Regions from separate parts of the Mus musculus genome. Here region 1 is linked to region 2. The links are chromatin contacts, called in public HiChIP or PLAC-seq maps. All regions are on one chromosome and are shown on one strand. Each heading gives the region's core, a stretch centred on a gene start, on an enhancer-like site or on the middle of the called end of the contact. The rest is flanking DNA. Distances are from core to core; before and after follow the strand shown. Region 1 has its middle 77 kb from the start of Wdr11. Region 2 has its middle 13 kb from the start of Plpp4.

Region 1 (2,700 bases), core at 67-2,566, 270 kb before region 2:
TAGATTTCTTAGAATGTGTTTCTTGATTATCTTATTCTCTTACAACTAGAAAACAGTAACAGGTCTTGACTCAGACCCTCTGTAGAATACATTACTTGAATCTTTTGTTTTTTATGGAAACGTAGACAGCAAATCAGCTGAGTCTAAGAAAGAAACCAGACTATTATTTCAGGCATTCTTCTCTTTATTCTCTTGTGACAACTGTACTTCTGTATACACAACTCTAGAAGGAAAAATATCTATCTGATAGCAATCAAATTGCCCTTCTGCCTGTCCAAAGGAGATGAATGACATTTTGACTAACACAGTATGATGCTCTTTCATCCTCTGAGGGAAAAAGTGAAACTCTAAAAGCATGACAAAATGCCACATTCTTGTGTGAAATAATCTCCAAATACCAGCTGGAGCTGCCTGCTCGAAGGCAATAGGGGTTATGCTGAGTCCTGCAGTAGGCACTGAGGAGAGGGGCTGCCTCAAAAGAATCCCTCATGGTGAAATTAGATACATTCCCCTTGAAAAGTTTGGCATTGCCCTTAAACTTGAAGGACACATACATCTAATAACCCAAGACAACCTGTCGCCAGAAAAATCCCTGGATAACTTCTATATAAGTAGATCAGCATAGAGAGATGAGAATGGTCCCATCAGCACTGTGCAGACTACATGGATGGCAGGCTAACTACAATGTTCTAGTTATGTGATTAAAAATACAGCAGTCAGAAGAGAAACTGAAATTATACACAGTTGCTCAAATGAGCCCCACAGATACGATGCAGAATGAAGGAGGTATGTCACAAAGAACGTACATGGTAGGCCTCCATTCATACCAAACACAACAAGCATGATAGGTGATATCGTTCAGAAATGTATAGGGAGGCAAACGGACTGCACGTATGAGGACCAAGAAGTGATTATGTGGTAAATCAATATTGAGATCCACTCAGGACAGGGCACAGGTGTTTAGGAGGAGACAAGCAATGGTATTTGAGAGAGTGGTAGGCAAACTTGGCCCAAGTGATAGTCTTTTGTTTGTGACTAGTAAGTTGTGCTTTTTAACATCTGTTATGTTAAACAAAGAATATCCAGTGTCCTTTTCTTAGTGCTACCTTCCAGTGCTTTTGACCTGAGTCTGTCGGGTTTTTCTGTCACCTAGATGTTTGGTAGCTTTTTCACTAGCATTCATGATCTGCTATTGGATGTACCCATGTCTCTGAAATAGCAACAATTAGCCCTGATGCCCTCCCTGCCATCCCCAGAGAGTGCTCTTTTCCCAGGGCCAGCCCCTGCCAGCTGCCCTTACACAGTGCATGTCTCTCTTCGGGATCCTGTGTAAACACAGAGTGCAGCCCTCTGACGTGCCTGGGACTGCTGACAAGTGCTGTGTCGACATGGGGCGGAAAGGGTGGGAACATTCACATGAAACCTTGTCCTCCCTTTTCAGTATCATGGAGCACAGAATGACTGGATGGAGAGAGGCAAGGTGTGACTAAGAGGGAAGAGAGGCTGGGGAGGAAGCAGCTGGTGCGAAGACGCCCTTTATCTGACAAGACATTATTTCCAGCTGTCTGACCCATACATCACCAGACACTCCAAGGCTATAGGAATGTGTCAGAATGTACATATATTGGTGGGGTTAATTCAACTAAGTCAGTGTTTAACAAGCACTGCTGACTAGCTTCTGGTGCTCTGTACTTACCCACCTTTATGGATGAAAAGGTTTAAAATACTCACTACTGCCATTTTACTAAACCAGCAAACTCTCTAACTGCATTCTAAGTACTTATCCTTAAACCCACAGATAAGTGGGACTCCTACCCCTTGTCAAAGAAGCTTCTACAACAGAGAAAGACCAAGACAGAAAACCACAGCTCATTGAAATGCATAGCAAACTGATAGTCGGGTGCCCTGCCCTCAGAGATACATCTATAACACAGCCCCTGCACTCAAAACTTAGGAACAACATAAGGAAGGCGACAGAAGGACTATGATCCAGAGGACCAAGAAATCTGCCCTGAGAGTGTGTCTCCCAGGAAGCTTCATCCCGATACCTCAGCTATATGGCTGCCTCAACTAGACCTGAACGTGGCACCAAGATGGTACTGCCCGCTCCTCCAGGGGAGTTTGGTAGAAAGCATGGCTTTGTGTCTGTGGATCAAATGGACCTGAACATGCTGAACCTCACAGCTTCTCAGGGTCACCCACTTGATCATGGCAGCAAGGGGGGCATCCTTCACGGCTTTGCTGTTTAGGCATGCTCCAGGCCTAAGGATCAGAGCCCTTTATTCTCAGAAGCAGGTTCAATCTCCAGAAAAAGAGCTAAATGAAACTGAACATGCCCAACCGTCCTCCTAATTTCAATAATTGAATCTTCCTTCTCTTTGGCTTCACGAAGGACAAAAAGTGCAAGAGTCCAGGGATGTCACAAAGGGAACAAAATTCCTCTCTTGGAAATCCAGAGTGTAGGATCGCCCCATCCTGTCTAGGGGCTATCTCATGGCCATTCTCCCCCATATTCTTTGTCTTGACTCTGAACTTCATATTCTCTCCAATTACTTGTTGGATTTCTTCCTGATTGATTTTTGGATGCATATTGCAGACTGTGTGATCTTTGTATAAACTAACACACACATTTTCCACTTCTGCTCCCAGAAGTTCAGAGTAATTTGCTTAAAGTATAGATTGTAACACTCTTTGTATTTT
Region 2 (2,700 bases), core at 189-2,688:
TCACAATGCCATGAGCTGCATACAGACAGAGAGATGCCACATTCCCAGAGGGAGGTCTTCACTTTCAGCCTTTCTCTCTGTGCCCTTAGAAGCAGGTAATGAATGAGTGAGGTGCAGCAGGCAAAGCAACTCTTGCATTGTTCATTATTATTTCCACTAAGGCTATGGTTTTGATGTGGTCTTCAGAGTCAATGGACATTGGTTCCGACAATGTCTCTGCCCCCTCTCCATCAAGTGACCTCGGGCAACTGGCCTAACCTCCCTGTGCTTTGGTCCCTATGGAACAATGTTAGTATTGACACCTGCCCTGCAGAGCATTCAGGGTGCCCAGTGAGGTGAGGTATGTAAGTGGTGGGCACACAGTATGTGGCAACTGGCCAGCACTGAGGAAACAGAGCAGCGGGTTTTTCTTTTAGAAATAATTGTATTGCCTGAGTGGGATCGATTGGTTGTAAGGCTCTGTTCTAGTTTGATTTTTGTTGCTGTGATAAAACACTCTGACCAAAAGCAACTTAGGGGAGGAAAAGATTTATTCGGCTTATACTTCCAGGTCACAGCCCATCACCAAAGGAAGTCAGGCAAGAACTCAAGCAAAAACTTGAAGCAGAAACTGTCGAGGAATGCATGCGACTTGCTGGCTTTCTCTCAGGCTTATGCTTAGCTGGATTTCTTATGCAGCCTAGACCTCCCTGCCCAGGGAATGAATGGTACCGCCCACAGTGGGACTGGCCCTTCTACATCAATTAATAATCAAACCACACCCCCAAACATGCCCACGGGCCAATCTGATATAGACAAACCCTCAATCAATTGAGACTTCTTTTTCAGGTGACAAGCTAACTAGGACAAGCTTCTCCACAGAGCTGCCTTGGTCTTCTGCTGTTTGGCTTCGCCTGTGTCCATCTATTCCTTTTGGAGAAGGAATACTGAAGGAAAGTCGGTGGGCTGGCCTTCCTGCAGACTGCATATTAGAAATGGTGGTTTCAAATCAGCGTGTAAAGTCTTAAATCAAAGTATGGTTATGAGCAATATAAAAGAAAGAGCATACTAACCCTCAGTGCACCAGGGATTCCCCAGTAAGTAAACCTGTGTAGCCACATAAGCTGAGTTTTGTATAAACATTAGAGAAGATTGCCACCTTCTGCTCCTGCATGGGTCTGGCATCTGCATGAAGGTGACAATGATCAGAAGTCATGTACTCCATGCAGGTTATTGTAATGTGCTAGCCTCTGCATATCTCTTTGCATCGAATGCATACAGGGGGACAACAGTGCTAGTCCAGTGCCTGTCCTTGTCACTTTGAACCTGTCAGCTGTGTCGTGACAAGTTTGGACACTTTGCCAAGTAAAATGTGCAGCTGGCCCATCAGAATAATGCCCCGTGTCGGAGGCACGATTCAGTCCTCTCAAAAGGCTCGGCTGCTTCCTGCCTGCCAGAGATATGTGGAAGGGAGGTGGTTATTAGCTTTCTAAGTGACTCATTCTGAGAGCAATTACTATCTCTCTCATGTTTCTAGAATAGTTTGATCGAAATATACTGTGTTTGCAAAGCAAGATATTTAAAAATCCATTGTCAGTATTCTGTGGAAAAGAGTTTTTGTTTTTTTGTTTTTTTTCTGTTCTATGTTGTGTTAATCAGTTCTGCCTTCCTTCAACAGAATACCTGAAGCAACTAATTTTATATAGAAAAAAAGTTGGCTATGGCTCATGGTTTTTGAGGTTCAAATTCTAAGGCTGGGTGGCCTTGCTGGCTTGGCCTCCGGTGAAAATGGTGTGTGTCAACACACTGTGGTAGAAATGTAGCTGAGAACGCTGGCATCAGTGAGAAGGGCCTCGATCTTCTGCAGAAACACGTGTCTCAAAGAACTCCCACTAGGATGTGCCTTTTAAAGTTCCATAGATAACAGCTTCACACTAGTGACTAAGACTTCAATCAGAGTGGGCCCTTGGGGCCACCTCTAAATCCTAGTACATTTGATCTAGAGAGAATGCAGAAAGAAAGAGGACACAGCGAGCAAAAGACGGCCGTGCTAATGTCTTAGTTTAGGTTTCTACATAGGCTGGTCCTAAATCATGAGGACCATAATCACTTGTAGTCAGTTTGGAAGTGATACCAGACAGCTCTGTAGGAGACAGGGAAACAAAACAGAAGAGGGGACAGTCCAGGTGGACCCTGTTGGCAGGTGACACTCAGCATTCTAGGGCCACTGGAGTAGACAAGGCATCTAAGTCACCTTCACCTTCCACCCAGATTCACTGGAGACCAGAGTTTGCATCCAACAACATCTGGTTCCAGAGCCACTCTGGGAATGAGGGGCAAGGATATAATACTGAGTACATCTGGCTTTCCTGGAGTTCTGCCCAAGCATATGATGAGGCCAGAAAAAGCCCTGGCAGGGAGGTGAAGATACTTGCAGGCAGCAACTAAGAGCCTGTCAGGAAAAAAAAAAAAAAAAAAAAAGGATACTGAGGAGTGGGGGAGGGGACAGTACTACAAGGCCATGTAGGGATGCACAGGTGTGAAAAGTCAGGTACATGCCCCCTCTCTCTCCATTGGTGGCAATTTAGTGCTTATCTTTCTGCATTGCCTGGGGGCGATTCTAACCTCTCTCTCTCTCTCTCTCTCTCTCTCTATATATATATATATATATATATATATATATATATATATATATATATATATATGTCAGAGGTCACTACC

The links. HiChIP or PLAC-seq counts read pairs in DNA pulled down with a chosen protein or histone mark.
Region 1: an H3K27ac HiChIP or PLAC-seq map of VIP interneurons shows a contact between it and region 2, with 6 times the contacts expected there. The contact joins two enhancer-like sites. A contact is called at or near these places in 4 of 39 promoter capture datasets (cranial neural crest, embryonic stem cells, second pharyngeal arch cranial neural crest and 1 more), 41 of 484 Hi-C or Micro-C datasets (Sertoli cells, astrocytes, brain and 23 more), 12 of 115 datasets of contacts at active chromatin or transcription factors (SST interneurons, VIP interneurons, astrocytes and 8 more) and 2 of 9 other capture datasets (adipose tissue and embryonic stem cells).

The regions. Positions count from the first base shown.
Region 1 is chr7:129,513,452-129,516,151 of GRCm38.p6, reverse strand. No RefSeq gene overlaps it. Among named protein-coding and RNA genes, the nearest start is that of Wdr11, 77 kb to the left of the region's middle. Within about 2 kb of position 1,316, at least 8 of the 459 cell types and tissues checked have an H3K27ac peak or open chromatin away from gene starts, as enhancers often do. A contact at or near this core is called in VIP interneurons, where this site is marked.
Region 2 is chr7:129,242,764-129,245,463 of GRCm38.p6, reverse strand. No RefSeq gene overlaps it. Among named protein-coding and RNA genes, the nearest start is that of Plpp4, 13 kb to the left of the region's middle. Within about 2 kb of position 1,438, at least 3 of the 459 cell types and tissues checked have an H3K27ac peak or open chromatin away from gene starts, as enhancers often do. A contact at or near this core is called in VIP interneurons, where this site is marked.